2 separate regions of the Mus musculus genome follow, and region 2 is linked to region 1. A link is a contact called in public HiChIP or PLAC-seq data. All regions are on one chromosome and are shown on one strand. The core of a region is the stretch at or near the end of the contact, and the rest is flanking DNA. Distances in the headings are between cores, read along the strand shown. Region 1 overlaps Mbnl1 (muscleblind like splicing factor 1). Region 2 has its middle 20 kb from the start of Rap2b.

Evidence for each region. HiChIP or PLAC-seq counts read pairs in DNA pulled down with a chosen protein or histone mark.
Region 2: an H3K4me3 HiChIP or PLAC-seq map of bone marrow-derived macrophages shows a contact between it and region 1, with 3 times the contacts expected there. The contact joins two enhancer-like sites. A contact is called at or near these places in 2 of 115 datasets of contacts at active chromatin or transcription factors (bone marrow-derived dendritic cells and bone marrow-derived macrophages).

Annotation. Positions count from the first base shown.
Region 1 is chr3:60,535,807-60,538,625 of GRCm38.p6, reverse strand. The region is part of intron 2 of Mbnl1 (muscleblind like splicing factor 1); the gene reads right to left. Among named protein-coding and RNA genes, the nearest start is that of Mbnl1, 36 kb to the right of the region's middle. Within about 2 kb of position 1,410, at least 44 of the 459 cell types and tissues checked have an H3K27ac peak or open chromatin away from gene starts, as enhancers often do. A contact at or near this core is called in bone marrow-derived dendritic cells and bone marrow-derived macrophages, where this site is marked.
Region 2 is chr3:61,342,807-61,345,625 of GRCm38.p6, reverse strand. No RefSeq gene overlaps it. Among named protein-coding and RNA genes, the nearest start is that of Rap2b, 20 kb to the left of the region's middle. Within about 2 kb of position 1,380, at least 76 of the 459 cell types and tissues checked have an H3K27ac peak or open chromatin away from gene starts, as enhancers often do. A contact at or near this core is called in bone marrow-derived dendritic cells and bone marrow-derived macrophages, where this site is marked.

The sequences.
Region 1 (2,819 bases), core at 161-2,660:
TCAGTGGGAGTTACTCACCAACCCCCAATTCTCTGACTGTCATGATATTAAATAATAAAGTCAAGGAATTTGAAGTCAGCTAAAAATACTGATTTTAATATATGAAACCAAATATTAGAATAAGGAAAACCAGATTTACATATGGACTTTTTTTTCATTTGTCTTATGTTTTTCATTTGCATCATGAACACAAAACAAACCCAAATGGGGAAAAAAAAAGAGAGAGAGAGAGAGTCAAATTCTCAGGAACAGATCTGTGCTAAACAGAAACGAAGTGTCAGACGACTCCTGATATCATGGAAATGCATTGTCACCAAAATATATTATCATAAAAAAGATCAGGAGAAGCAATTCAAAGATTTTTCCCAAAAGAAAAGTCTTGAAATATATTAGAATAATTTGATGGAGCCTAGACTCCAGCTGGCTAGCATAAGCTGCAAGCCTGACCCGCCAGCTCTGGGTTCGGCTGTGCCTGGGATGCCAGGCACGAGCACTTCTGCTGCTTCATTTCAGGCTCCAGGTCTGTGGTCCAGTCCTGTGGTTAGCAAGATAGCCCATTACCCACTAAGAAGCATCATAACCTAGAATAATTTGAAGGTATGTGTAAATTTGTTTAGATCTTATATTAGAAGATATTTGATTTAAATGTTGATAAAACTCATGCATGTCCCCAATGTAATACAAATTACATCGCATAGTGTCTCATAAAACTGAAGAAGAGCATTTGTTTAGAAATTTTCTAGTAGTAACATAGGAGGAACTGCATGATCAAAAGTTAAACCTTTGTAATCCTTAAAAAATATCATGGTTCTAGAACATGATCAACAATGAAGTAAAAACATTGGGTCCAACCAACCCTTGGTCTTTTCCCAAGAGTCAAGAAGAAATGACAGATTTCAGTATCCTTAGTGGGGATAATTGAAGTTATACCTTTTGCTATGATGAAATAACAAGTATACAGGACCTTGTAAGAAGGATTATCTCACAAAACCAAATGGCATTAGAAGTAAACTCAACTTTGGATTCATTTTCTAGTATGCAAAGAGTAAAGAAAATAGAAACGCTATATAGAAGCAGTTAGTTGAATTTATAATTTTAGGCATTTTACAGGACAGAGGCAAAGGGCATTAGGGGAAAACAGGAAGCAAGAATTGTTATACTAGATACAGCATCCAAATGGAATATAAAATGTTTGTTAGAGGCTGACCTGTGTAAATCACACACACACAAACACACACACACACACACACACACACACACACACACACACACACACACACACTTTAACTGAATATGATACTAAAGAAAACCAACCAGTGATCAGAAAGCTAAAGTGAAAGTGAGACTGGCATGTTCCCCATTTGGCGTATGGTAAATCTGTTGCTGACTTGTGACTAAATCTGGTTTTCAGAAGCCCACAGCTGATCTACCAGAATCCACTGCTTAACTGGACGCTGAGAGCAAATGTGATTCATTACACTGATACACTTATCACACTTATATGAAAGGTGCTTCTGAGATGCATTGATTGTCTATTACATGCTACATTTTTTAAAAGTCCCAATTGTATTACCCAAAATATTTTATGGGGTCAATTTAATTATTGATTTACACTCCTAATGCTTATAAATGGTAAGGGAAAGGTCATGTTTTCAGTATTCTGCATTAGGAAGAAAAACTCACAAATCTGATTAAAGACAAAAATCAATCCATAATATTGCTGTCTAGCTTGTAAAATGATTCAGACAATCTCATTAGTCAAATCAATGTATTTTTCAGTCCAACAGTACAGACTGAGAACAGATTATACATATATGATTTTTGTCACTGTGCTACTCCAACTTACTTAAATATGTTCAATTAAAATATTTTTAGCATTTTATGTTCATGACTGTTTTCATAGCTTGGACACTGTCTTCCAAATCATTATTTCTTCAATATATAATATATGACCTACCTGTTGTGATGGGATTAACTGGTTATTTTAATCATACAAATGGAGGAAAGCTTGGGCATGAGGAGAGAGTTAACTTATTTTCATAATGTTGTATACTCTACCCAGCTTGACATCCAACACAAGTCAAAGGGTATCTATTTGCAGCCATCCTGTGCTAATCACTTGGGTAGGATATTTTACAGGTGACTATGGCATATCCTTTGCTTTTATAAGTTTCCAGACAGGACTGAGTTAAAAACCTCACAGAGATAGTTAGTGGAAGAACAGAAAGTTTTGCCGTGTCTCTCTTTTGCCGAATTTTATACAGTAAAATAACACAATAAAAGTACCACTCCATTTTTAAATTACTGATATTGTTTTCAGGGCTGACCATTTAGTATTACATAACCAATTGGTACCTTCTCTCGGGTAGATTATTTCTTCTGTTCTAAGCAGACCTGAATGTATATACACACAAGTAAAAGGTACTATTATACAGACTACATATGTCATGTTTATGTATTTAGGAACACACTTATATACAAAGACACATTAATGACAGTAAAAGAAAAGGAGGCCATGAATTTACACAGGGAGTGAGACATATGAGCAGGTCTGGAGATAGGAAGAAGAGGGGGCAGCTATATGACTATATTTCAAAAATTATATTTTAAAATGTTTAAAATATTTCTAGAGTGTAGCAATACTACCTGGATTTTCAAAAATGTAAATGAAGAAACTGCAGATTAGGGACTAAGAGGGCCTCTTAGGAAGAAACTGATAGGTCAAGATTTTTAAAGGAAAGAACAAAAATCCTCAAGAATTTAAAACTAGATTTGACTAAATTTTCTGTTAGAGTTAATATGCTACCTTGCCAAAACAC
Region 2 (2,819 bases), core at 131-2,630, 810 kb before region 1:
GAGAGGGCAGTTACTGCTGCCCTCTCCAAGGGCCTGGAATGTGAGTTTCAGATATGCATATAATGAAAACCAGATCATCACAAATACAGTCCCTAGGTTCAATACATGAAATATGGCCATTTAAGAATGACGAGCAACTGAAAGTTCATCATATGCATTCTATGGCCTTTACAGTATACAATCTAAAAGTCATAAAAAAGCTGACACAAGGGGAGGAGGCAGGTAGGGTGGTTTCTATAACCCCAGTTCAGAGGTCCACACTTCAACTACACACTCTGTGAGAAGTCTAACCTGAGAACTTGGAGTTTGGTTTTAGCACGTGGAACCCTAGTATCCTGGGCCCTACAACTTCTGATTAAGATGTTGTCTGTATGCTTCTCCTTGAAGAAATGCCCAACCCGTTGTTTCCCTTTCTTTGTCCCACAGAGTTTAAATGCAGACATTTGCTTTGGTTCCAAAGTGGTCAAGACACGAAGAGTGACTTACTTGGCTTCTGATTTCCTGAACACTCAGCCTCCACTTTTCCTCAGTGGGCCTTAGAATTCTCAATAATTAAATGAGAACACCAGAAAACACTGATGCTTTGCAAATTGTTTTAGAGCAAAGCTCCAGGAGACTCTGGAGAAGAACCATGAGGCTAAAGGTTGGGGCTTCCTTCCTACAGCCTGAGGTGAGCTGCATGGTGATAGCCATTCAAACTCAGGGCAAATCCATTTGGGCTAGTTTGCATTCTAAAAATCTGAGATTTTTATAAGTTTGAAAACTCTGTGCTCCATAAAGTCTATGGCGTCTTCTAGATTTGTAAACTTTTAAACACTAAGATAAGTAATCAACCCCCTAAACTCTAGCTTCTCATATCTTGCTGTACTGTAACCCCAGCAAGTAAGTTCCTCTTCAGGCCTTCCTTATTTTCTTCCCATCTATAGACATGAGGAATTGATGACAATAATTTTCAGGTTTCTTCTGCTTTGGAAAGTTCTGTCTGTTTCCCTTCATCAAAATTTCCCAAGTATCTGCGGGCTTAGAAAGATGTTTCACACGGAGGAATGCTTAGGATTTAAAGAGGAATAGACCTTATCAGTTGTTTCTTTGTTTTACATCCTGACGTTTTATATTGTTACTGGAGGCATTTCAAGAAATGGGGGGTGGGGGGGGGGGAGAAAGAAAAACAGATAAGGAAAGCTAAGTACAAACACCGTTCGAATAAGAACTCACTGCAAAGCTCTTGTATTTGCTCAAGAGGAGATTCAAGAAACTGTCTGGCGTGGGTGTGAATAAGACTGAGTCAGAGGAGGGTTACCTCAACACATCACAGTCTTCCTGGTTTCCATCCTAGAGGACTGCTGACCTAGCAAAACATGCTAGGGGATTTCCTTTCTGCCAGCTTCCTTCCACCTGAGTCATGCCAAGTCATCTTTCCCTAACCTTTGGTTTCTCTAGCTCCATGAGCTAGCTCTGTGCCAGAGGAATGGGCAGGGCGATTTCACCCAGCTCCTGTACAGCACCTTCCTTTAATGAGTCTCATCCACTGTGTCCGGGGGCAACATTCTTATGAAGTATGACGTGTAAACAAACTGTACCCAAAACCGCATGCATATCCCACTCACTTTTAACCAACAGTATTCTACTCCTGTAACCACAAAGAAGAAGGGATTGTTGTGATCCCCAGTGGAGTCATTTACAGAGAGGAAGCTCTTAACTCAAGAGCTTTCAGGGGAATACTAGGTGTTCAAGAAGCCCGTGCTGGTTCTGCAAAGGGGTCGGGTTCGGTGAGAGCAAACAGTAACAATGGCTCCCATTCATCGAGTCTCCTCACATCCCACCATGACCGGCATTTACAGTTAGGCATTAGGCCCACAGTCTTTCAAAGATATCTTTACTAATTAATTCCTTTTGGCTTTAGGATCTGATCCTTGAGAAGTATACCTTTGCATACAGTGCTTGTAGATTGTATTTCTGGAAACTTCTATACGATGTCTTTTGCATATGACTTTTTACTTTTACTTCTTGCCACAGGAGATAGAAAGGGAACAATTGAAGAATTTCTTCTCTCTCTTTCTCTCTCTCTCTCTCTCCCTCCTTCCTTCTTTTTTCTTTCTTTCTCTCCTTTTCTTTCTTCCTTTCTTTCTCTCTCTCTCTCTCCCTCCCTCTCTCCCTCCCTCCCTCTCTGTCTCTCTCTCTGTTTCTCTGTCTCTGTCTCTCTCTCTTGTCACATCCATTGTCACCACTCCCATGAGATACTACTTCCAAGTATCTAAACTGCTGACTTAGGAACTCGGAAGCCAGGCAGTAATACTTACAAAATTTGCCCTGGAGTGAGAACTAGCTTGATGGAGCTTGGTAATATTAATTCCAATTAAAATACATTGAGTAGTTTCTTCTCCTCTTATGTTTCTCAGCATGGTTTTATGAACCTTTTTTGACACTTTTCTTCCTTTCAAGATTGTTCTTTGGCATGGGTATTTTATAAAGTAGGAAATTACTATGTTGATTTTCTTACAAACTCTAAAAATTGCTTTGTAGGGCTAGGGATGTAGCTCAGTTGTTAGAGTACTTGTCTAACATGATATCCCACATAGGATAAACCAGATATGGCACATACCTATAATCTCAGCATTCAGGGGTTTGAGGCAGGGATCAGAAATTAAAGGTCATTCGTGACCTCATAGCAAGTTTGAGGCCAACTTTGATTACATGAGACCCTGTCTCACAAAATAAAATTGTCTGGTTTTAGAAATATCTCAGCAGTTAAGAACACTTGCTATCCTTGCAGAGCATCTGGGTTTCATTTACAGAATTCAGATGACAGCTCAGAACCA